2 separate regions of the Arachis hypogaea genome follow, and region 2 is linked to region 1. A link is a contact called in public Hi-C data. All regions are on one chromosome and are shown on one strand. The core of a region is the stretch at or near the end of the contact, and the rest is flanking DNA. Distances in the headings are between cores, read along the strand shown.

Region 1 (4,664 bases), core at 1,062-3,561:
ATAATAAAAATTTATAGTCTAAAATAATACTAAATTAAAGAGTACTGACGATACTAAAAAAAATTATAGAATATTTTCTTTTTGTGTGACATTATAAAATTTATAGTACTCTCTTTTATATTTTTATTTTTTATTATATTTATTTTATTTATATGATAAATATTTTTTATAGTATTCTGATTTTGCAGGTATATAAAATTGATGTCTATTTTAGTAATTTTTCATCTAAAAGTGATTTTGAGTAGTATAATCCAAACAACATTTATTTTACTATAATCAATTTTAATACAAAGATTACCAAACATAAATCACGTTAATCCAAACTAACTTATCATCAAAATCAATTTTACAAAATCAATTTTATGCAAACTATGGTTTGCAAACTGTAATCCAAACACACACTTTATCATCAAAGATGTTACGTCAATATATGTGTCATCACATGTTCTTAATTCTCTTCTCATGATGTTAGAAAAAAACTATCTCCCCTTTTATGTTTTTCTCTACCCTTCCAAGCAATTGTATATGTAACTTATAATTTGTATGTTATATTATTAATTTGACAACTAAATTATATTATGAGATATTTTTTATTATAATTAAATAAAATATTTTTCTTTAAAATTAACAAATTTTCTTTTTCATTCTTCTTTATCTTTCTCTTCCTTTTTTCTTCTGGTCGTTCTGTTAACAAAAAATAAAATTAATAATATAATATAATTTAAATAAATTCATAAAATTATAAAAAATATATTAAATTTATAATTAAATATAATTAAAAATAATCTCCTAATATTATTCACATAAAAAATGTGTTGTTATTATTATTATATGCATAGTTTTTTGTTTTTATTTAATTTTAAATTTTATCGCATATATTTTTAATATATATTTTCACTTCTCTTCTTTGAAATATTTATTACATATAATTTGGAGAGAATACAAAATTACTAATGTTGTGATTAATTATTAGAACAAAAATGCTATTTGTACACTAAAATTTGCCACTAAAATCAACCACCAATATATTTATGTATAAATACATATGTGGTTTAATTCATTTTTAATGTGTATTTGTACTCCAACATATATTTTATACTGGTGGTTGATTTTAGTATACACATAACATAATCCTTATTAGAATCAAGATTCAATTATTTTAAAAAATAATTGATTTTGAGTTAATTTTATAACTATTAGTATAAATTTTTTATTACTAATATCTAAAATTTTTAGATAATAAATATTAAAATTAATTATTAATAAAAAATTAAACTCTTTCATATAAAAATAATAACTAAAAAATTTATTATTTAATTTTTATAATCTACAGAGATCTTGATATTATTAGCCGATAAAAACTTGTCTCCTACAATTTTTTTTGTAAAAATAATTTAATTTTATAAATTTTTTCTGCCATAATTTATAATAGCAGAACGAAGCATACATAGTTTCAAAACATTTATATTTCTATAATATCACTGCATATAAAAATACTAGTATAAACAAATGCAAAAACAGAGTTATAACTTGACATTCAAATTTACTAGAGATTAATAAGAACTCCCCATGCACTAGTGATAGATATATAGCGCCCCTTTGATAAAAACTTTCCAATATTTTTCATCTTCTCTCTCACAAATAATAATGCATTAGATGCTTGAATTTTGCACAACAAATTTAACTCATTCCTAACTTTTTCCTCTTTTTCTTAAAAAAGAAAAATCATATTAAAAATTGGAATCTCTTGTTTTTCATTCAAAACGAGTTATTTAAACATGATATTTATTAAGGGAACTCCTGGCCCCTTTATATACTCGTAGGATGGTTTGAATTTGGCCACTAATTCTCATCATTCTAGAAAACTATGACGACATATGTTTTCTTTATGAAAAAAGTTTTTTTATTTTTTTTTTTTACCGTATTTTTCGGTTTGAGAAATTAGGAATTGATTCGTCATAGATCTGAGTTTTATTTAAGGATATATTGTAATAAATAAATTGCTGCATGTATAAGACATAATTTGAATTCTCGACACATAGTTAAGCAAACGAGTGAATTATTCACTGGACTAAATCAAATTGATTTACAAAAATCAAAAATGGTTAATTGATCATGAAAAGGGATACTTCCTATTTTTTGGGGGTTTTTTTTGGATATTTATAGGCTTAATATTTTTTGGGTGTGGGCTTTATTTTTTTATTACTGAAAGAGTTTGGGCTTCTTATCGGGCCATATGCGGGACACCTGGGCCGGTCTTGCTTGTCCATAACAACTTTCGCATACTCAATCGTTATTTGTTTATCAATGATCCGAGGGTTCATAATAATTAATTTTTTTTTTGGTGACTTTCATAATAATTAATTTGATAGAGGGTGTATGATAACTTGAGTTTTTATACCTAATTACTTTTGACTTTTGATCATCAGTTGAATGGTTTGAAAATTCATGATAAACTTGAGTTTATAATATGTCCAAAATAGAATTAATAAAATTTCATTGTTTCCTCGTTAATCACTCAACAAAACTTTGCTCTGTTTCTTTATCATAATTCATTCACGCGGTTCCATTTTGTTTTATTCATTGAGAAATATAAAAGAAAGAAAATTGCTTAAGAATTAGAGAATTTATAATCTTTAGTCGTTATTTTTAATTATTAATTTAATTTTTTTTAGTCTAATTGATATTTTTTTAATTTATATTTTTGTTAGTTAAAGACAATAAATTTTGTTGACCATCTAATATTTCTTAACAAAAAAAATCCAAACACATGTGCACACAATGTGGGAAAATAAAATAAAAGAGTGGAAAACAAAATTAAACTTCATGAGCGAAATATTATTATATGTATTTTAAAAATAAAAAATACTATATATACACTAAAAATAAGTTATTATGTATTTATATATAACATATAGATTATTTAATTTATTTTTAATATATATTATATACAAACGATTAATTTTTTATATATACTTAGTGTAATCTTTTAAAAATGCTATGTATATTAAAAAAATTAATTACTATATTAATTATTTTATTTTATATTTTTTTAATATATATTTTATACGAATAAACTTTTTTGGTATATATACGGGTTTTTACGAACGAATGCATTAGGCCATTGAGGCTTTAACTGTTGGACAAACTTTAATGCTGTAGTATACATCAACTCCATCAAAATGCGTACAAATATTTTTTTATTATTTTTCGGTCTTATTAAAGTGAATCTATAATAAAAAATATATTTTCTACAAATTTTTAATATATTATTGCTACAATATCACAAATTTGGTGAAGACTCATATAAATGGTTTTCATGTAAATTTAATAGCCGAAAATCATTAAATAATTTAATAGATTTGATGAAATTATTATCTAACATTTTTCGATTATCAATTTTACATGAAAATAATTACATATAAGTTTTTAACTAAAAATTTTATTTTAAATTCGTTAACTAACATCATCAAAATATGCTTTATCTATTTTTTATGATATTTTTGTTTATTATTGTCTAGTATTGTATAAATTGACAAAATTATATTACCCTTTATTACAATACATTAATTAACAATATTATTTGAAAAAAAATCAATGTCATGTACTATTAAAAATAGATAATTATTTGGAACATAAAAAAAATAAAAAGAATAATTTTGGTAATTTTCATTGGAGCTGTGACACTGTTCCAAGTTCCAATAAATGTCTCTAGAAGGAGTATATTTTGCAGTGTCTTAAAAATGTGAAAGCAACCGATCAATGGTTATGCATGGCTTCATGAATGTTGCAATTAAATAGGGAAATTAAAGAGAAATAAATAAGTGTTATTACAACACACACATGCAGCAGGCATTAGTCATTTCCTACGTACAGCAACATTGATTGACACAAAATAAAATGCTGTTTGCAATCATTCATTCATTTAATTTCTTATAGAAGAATAATAATGCTGCGCGTGCAAAGTTTCCAAAGTCATAAAACATTTGCAAATTTTTAGTAAAAACCAATAGTGCAAAACTATTCAGTTTAAATTACTGCCATATATGTATATGTTCTTTCAATTCTACAGCTTCCAATTTTTTGTTGCACTTTATTTCTCTGCAAATGCTTATTCTTACCGTATCTTCTTGTTCTTGACTTCTACGTCCATCCCACTTTGAAAAGTTGTTATTATTTTCACCTTCAAAATAATGACACTAAATATATTTATAATTATAATATCAGAAATGTGATAACCAACTTGGACAGTGTCGGGAGTTCGAATTTCGCCTTGTGCAGGTAGTAACCCATTGACCAGCAGCAGTAAATTCTTAAATGGAGTTCAGATTCGCTGCGAATTAGTCCTTGTCCTGTCGATTAAAGTGTGGATTAGTCTTTAATCTGTCGGGTTGAGAGATATCGTGAGCAACAAAAAAATTGTAAGTTGATTATCGTTAGATTTATCTTTAGATTTAGTCTGAAGTTTAAAAATTTGCATGTAATTTATTATTGTTAGATTTTGAAATCTCTTGGTAATTAATTAGCTTTTTACTTTTTCTTGAATTGTAGGGTAATATAATGATTATTTCCATCACCTATGGTGGGTGTATTCAAGGAGAAAGACAATGAAATATAGTTATAGTTTAAGAAAGTGTGAGATAAACCTAGTTGTATATTTTGGA
Region 2 (4,419 bases), core at 603-3,102, 110 kb after region 1:
AAATGTTATTTTAATTTTAGTAATATTTTTAAAAATATTATAGTCACCATATACTATAATTATATATTAGAATGGTGATATATATATATACATGTACTTATTAGGGATGAAAAGGCTATTAACTTTTAAGAATCTACTAACTTTAATAATTAATAACTTGATCATGAGATGATAATCCAAAACTAAATGATCACTTGAGTAGCATACATATAATATCATCATTGTCATTCATCTCCCATAGAGAAAATAATTAAAGAAAAGGATGAATAATCTAATCCTTATTATTCCAGCTGATTCCAAACTCTTGGAGGACAAAAGCCCACATAGGATTCCAAATTAAATTAATGGAGAACAAAAAATATACATTTCTATAGAAGAAATCTAAAACTGTCCTTGGGTAGTTTCAAAGGGCTAATTTGAGATGGGTCCAATTTCATACACGCCTAAGGTTTATATGGAATGTGATTTTTGCATGGTGGTGGCTAATGAAAACCAATGCTTTGTGACCACAAAGACAATTTTACCCTTTAAAATGGACAATTTGTGCTACCCCTTTTGTAGCTTTAGATTTGGGTTTGGAATAAAGAGGGTAAAAAAAAGAAGCCTTTGCAAATTCTCCTTGGTGGGGTTTGTAGAGCACACACTTTCTCTACAAACTAGGATGTAAGAGAATAATAATATATAACACTGAAAGATAGAGTGACACAAAATCCTCAAGTGTTATAATGGAAAACAATCATTTGCTATAAAATTCCACGAAACAAATAATAAGCATGAGGAAAGTATATGTACCTAATAGAAAAAATGAACATGCCATTTTGATCACATTATGGATTATTATATATCTATTATGTTATATAAAATATATAATATGTGTAGGGTCTAACTCATTTTGAAGATAGATAGATTGAATTACTATATTTATAATAGAGAAAAATTAGGAGTTCTAACTCATTTTTTAAATTATTCTTTTTAATTTTAGATAAAGAAATTTTTTATTTTTTTATATTTTTAACAAATAATATATATTTAAATTTTTACTCATTTAGCATTAAGAAGGTAATTAGATCAGAGGATAAATTAAAACTTTGAAACATTACTCAAATTCATAAAATTTTTAAGATACTAAGTAATTGAATTAAATAATAAATATTTTTACTCACGTGAAAACACATATAATTAAATAATATTTGTATAGTAGATATTTTATGCAAAATATTATAGTGGCTAGAGATTATATATATGCACTGTATAAGTTGAATATCAATCAGTGAATCAATAATGTTTGCTGTGGGGTTTATCTCTGCCTTTCTACCTTCCCCCATCTCCCTTTATTATTATTATTATTATTATTATTATTATTATTATTATTATTATTATTATTATTATTATTATTATTATTATTATTATTATTTAACTTTTAGTTCTCTTAAATCTTAATTAAGCAGAATGTGTATATGTCTCTTTTTTAAAATCATTCCATGGCTCTTTTAAGATTTGGGTGTTTTATAACAGAAACAAAGGAAAAGACAGAAAGTTCCATGCATGCATCTGGCCCTTTCTCATCAAAAACAAGGATTAATAACCAATTTAGTTTTTCGAAAATATTTGATAATAAAAAATATTAGTAAAAAATTATTAAAATGTATTTTTTTAGTTTTATTTATAAATTTTATTATAAATAAATACTAAATAAAACAAGTTTAGTTGTTTAGTCAGATTATTTTTTTATCTTCCTAACATTACCATTAGTTTTTATTTAAAAGAATGAAAGCAAAAGTAAAGAAAAATTAAAGTGATTATTTTTCAAAAAAATAAATAAATAAATTTATAAATTTGTGAGTAAAGTGATTTAGGATATTTCCTAGTCTTTGCCTTGCTACTCCCATCTATCTAACTTCTCTATCTTTCTCTCTCTCAAGACTTCTTAGTTCTTAGCTTTTTTTTTTTTCCTGAGTCTCCTTGCACACCTTTTCCTCATCAAATCACCCATGTTTTTTTTTTTTTAATTTTAATTTTTCATTTTGTTTCTCATAAAATTTTAATTTGCCATGCCTTTTTCAATTTTTTGCCACCATCACTTCCTCCTTATTAGTCTCTAATTGTCATCATCACCTTCTTCTCTTCTCTTACAAATACCACTCATTACAATTTCTCTTTGCACACTCAATTATAGATTAAGGGCAAAAAAAAAAAGAAAAAAAAGTAACTAGATGCTAGCTAGATAGATTTTTATATATTGAGCTATACATATAATAATTCTACTTTAATATTTTTTTCATCAATTTCTTTAATTTTGATTATTATTATTATTGCATGTTAATGATGATTCTCTTCATGAATTCTACATAGATATAAACACAACACACATATATAGAGAAATAGAAAGAGATATGTCTGAAATAGTTGTTCAGAGTTGTTCAGACAAGTAATCCATGGCATAGATAGCGACTTCAAAAAAAAAAAAAAAAAAACATACACACACCACCATCATCATCATCTCCTCTCTTCACGAGATTAATTAATTTCTCTTTTTTCTAAAAAAAAAAATCTTTTTTTTTTTTGTTTATGATATTGCATCACAAAAGCAAATGATTCCTTTCTCTATCTATATATATCTTCCACCTATGTTCACTAGCAAGGTTTCTTTCTTCTTAATTATTTTGTGTTCCAAAGCTTAAATATTATTTATATATTTATTTGGTTTGTTAATTATAGACACAACCAAAGAAATTAATATACACAGAGCTATGATTTTGGAAACAAACAAACCAAGACATTAGAATATCGTATCTTTGCTTCCTCTTTTTTTTTTTCTTTTTTTTTTTCCCCTTCCCCACTATCTTCTTTTTTTTTTTTTTTTTTTGTTCTAAGTTGGAGAATTTTTCTTAAGGCATAATGTTCCCAGCAGTTATGTCCAATTCTACTTCTTTGTCTGAAGAAGCAAGTGTCTCTTCTGGCACAAGAATTCAAGACTTTGGTGCTACCTTAAACCATGTTGTTTCAACCATTTCTCCTCATCAACAACAACAACAACAACAACCTCCTCAAAAGATCAAGAAAAAGAGAAGCCTCCCTGGAAATCCAGGTACCAATAATAATTTCAATTTTTATATATCATATATACAAGCTTTTGTTATTATTATCATTATTTTTTATTAAGTTTTAGAATAATATATTGTCTGCCTGAGAATTAAGCTATTATTCTTAACTATATTATTAAAAAAATAATTAAAAATAACTCATGATATTATTATTGATCACTTTTTAGTATATAATAAAAATTTTCTAATTTTTTCCTTTTTTTATTTATTTTTTGTATTTTTTTGGGATATGATTTTAGACCCAGATGCTGAAGTGATAGCTTTATCACCAAAGACACTATTAGCAACAAATAGGTTTGTGTGTGAGATCTGTAACAAAGGGTTCCAAAGGGATCAAAACCTTCAGCTTCATAGAAGAGGGCACAATCTTCCATGGAAGCTGAAGCAAAGGAACAACAAAGAAGTGAAGAAGAGAGCATATGTTTGCCCTGAACCTTCATGTGTCCATCACAATCCTTCAAGGGCTCTTGGGGACCTCACTGGAATCAAGAAGCATTATTGTAGAAAACATGGTGAGAAGAAGTGGAAATGTGACAAGTGCTCTAAGATCTATGCTGTTCAATCTGATTGGAAGGCTCATTCTAAAACTTGTGGTACTAGAGAATATAGATGTGATTGTGGAACCCTTTTCTCCAGGTATCTATTCATTATTTTTACTTATGCGAATTTAATTTTGATGAACTGAAAGTAAAAATATTTTTTATAATTATTTAATTATTATTATTTTTTTAGATGAATATTTACGTAATTAATATAAAGGGCAGTTATTTTTATTGAAGTGATAATACGTAATAAAATATGTATGATTTTAAATTGTTGTTATGGTCATACTTGCAATGCATGTAAATATTTTTGTTACAATTGCATTTTGATGTAAATGTTGTGGATAATTACTTACCACAATTTAATTAAAACCATGAATATTATTACACCAAATATGTTTCTAGCAATTTGAAAATAATGTCCATATTTTGGTGTTTGATGTGTTCTTGTTGGATGATTTGGATTAATCTTTTTCTAATTAACCCTAATTGATTAGCTAGTTTTTATTATGTTTTTTTTTTATTTGGGCAATTATAAAAAAACATGGGGTGTCCTCATGTTACATAAAAAGGGGATTTTTATTAATTATTTTAATTATTTGTTTTCGGTGGATCTTTGTTCTTATATGAGAATGGTAAACTACATGTATCTCCTGGAATTTATCTATGCAATAAATGTTTAATTGTTATGGCAGTTTGCATGGAAATGGACACAACTAATTATACAAGTGTCAATTGCAAAGTAAAGAAGAGACTGAAAAAAACTTTTACCT

What was found. A called contact is a pair of places that touch in the nucleus more often than the background predicts.
Region 2: a Hi-C map of leaf shows a contact between it and region 1, with 5 times the contacts expected there. The contact joins the promoter of LOC112726937 here to the enhancer-like site in region 1. A contact is called at or near these places in 2 of 8 Hi-C or Micro-C datasets (both in leaf).

The regions. Positions count from the first base shown.
Region 1 is chr12:13,857,015-13,861,678 of arahy.Tifrunner.gnm2.J5K5, forward strand. No RefSeq gene overlaps it. Among protein-coding and RNA genes, the nearest start is that of LOC112729724, 37 kb to the left of the region's middle. Within about 2 kb of position 2,312, at least 1 of the 3 cell types and tissues checked has open chromatin away from gene starts, as enhancers often do.
Region 2 is chr12:13,968,366-13,972,784 of arahy.Tifrunner.gnm2.J5K5, forward strand. It overlaps LOC112726937 (protein indeterminate-domain 12), which reads left to right and starts at 1,853. Exons shown (of 3, transcript XM_025776512.3): 1 at 1,853-3,088; 2 at 3,344-3,740. The coding sequence starts at 2,899.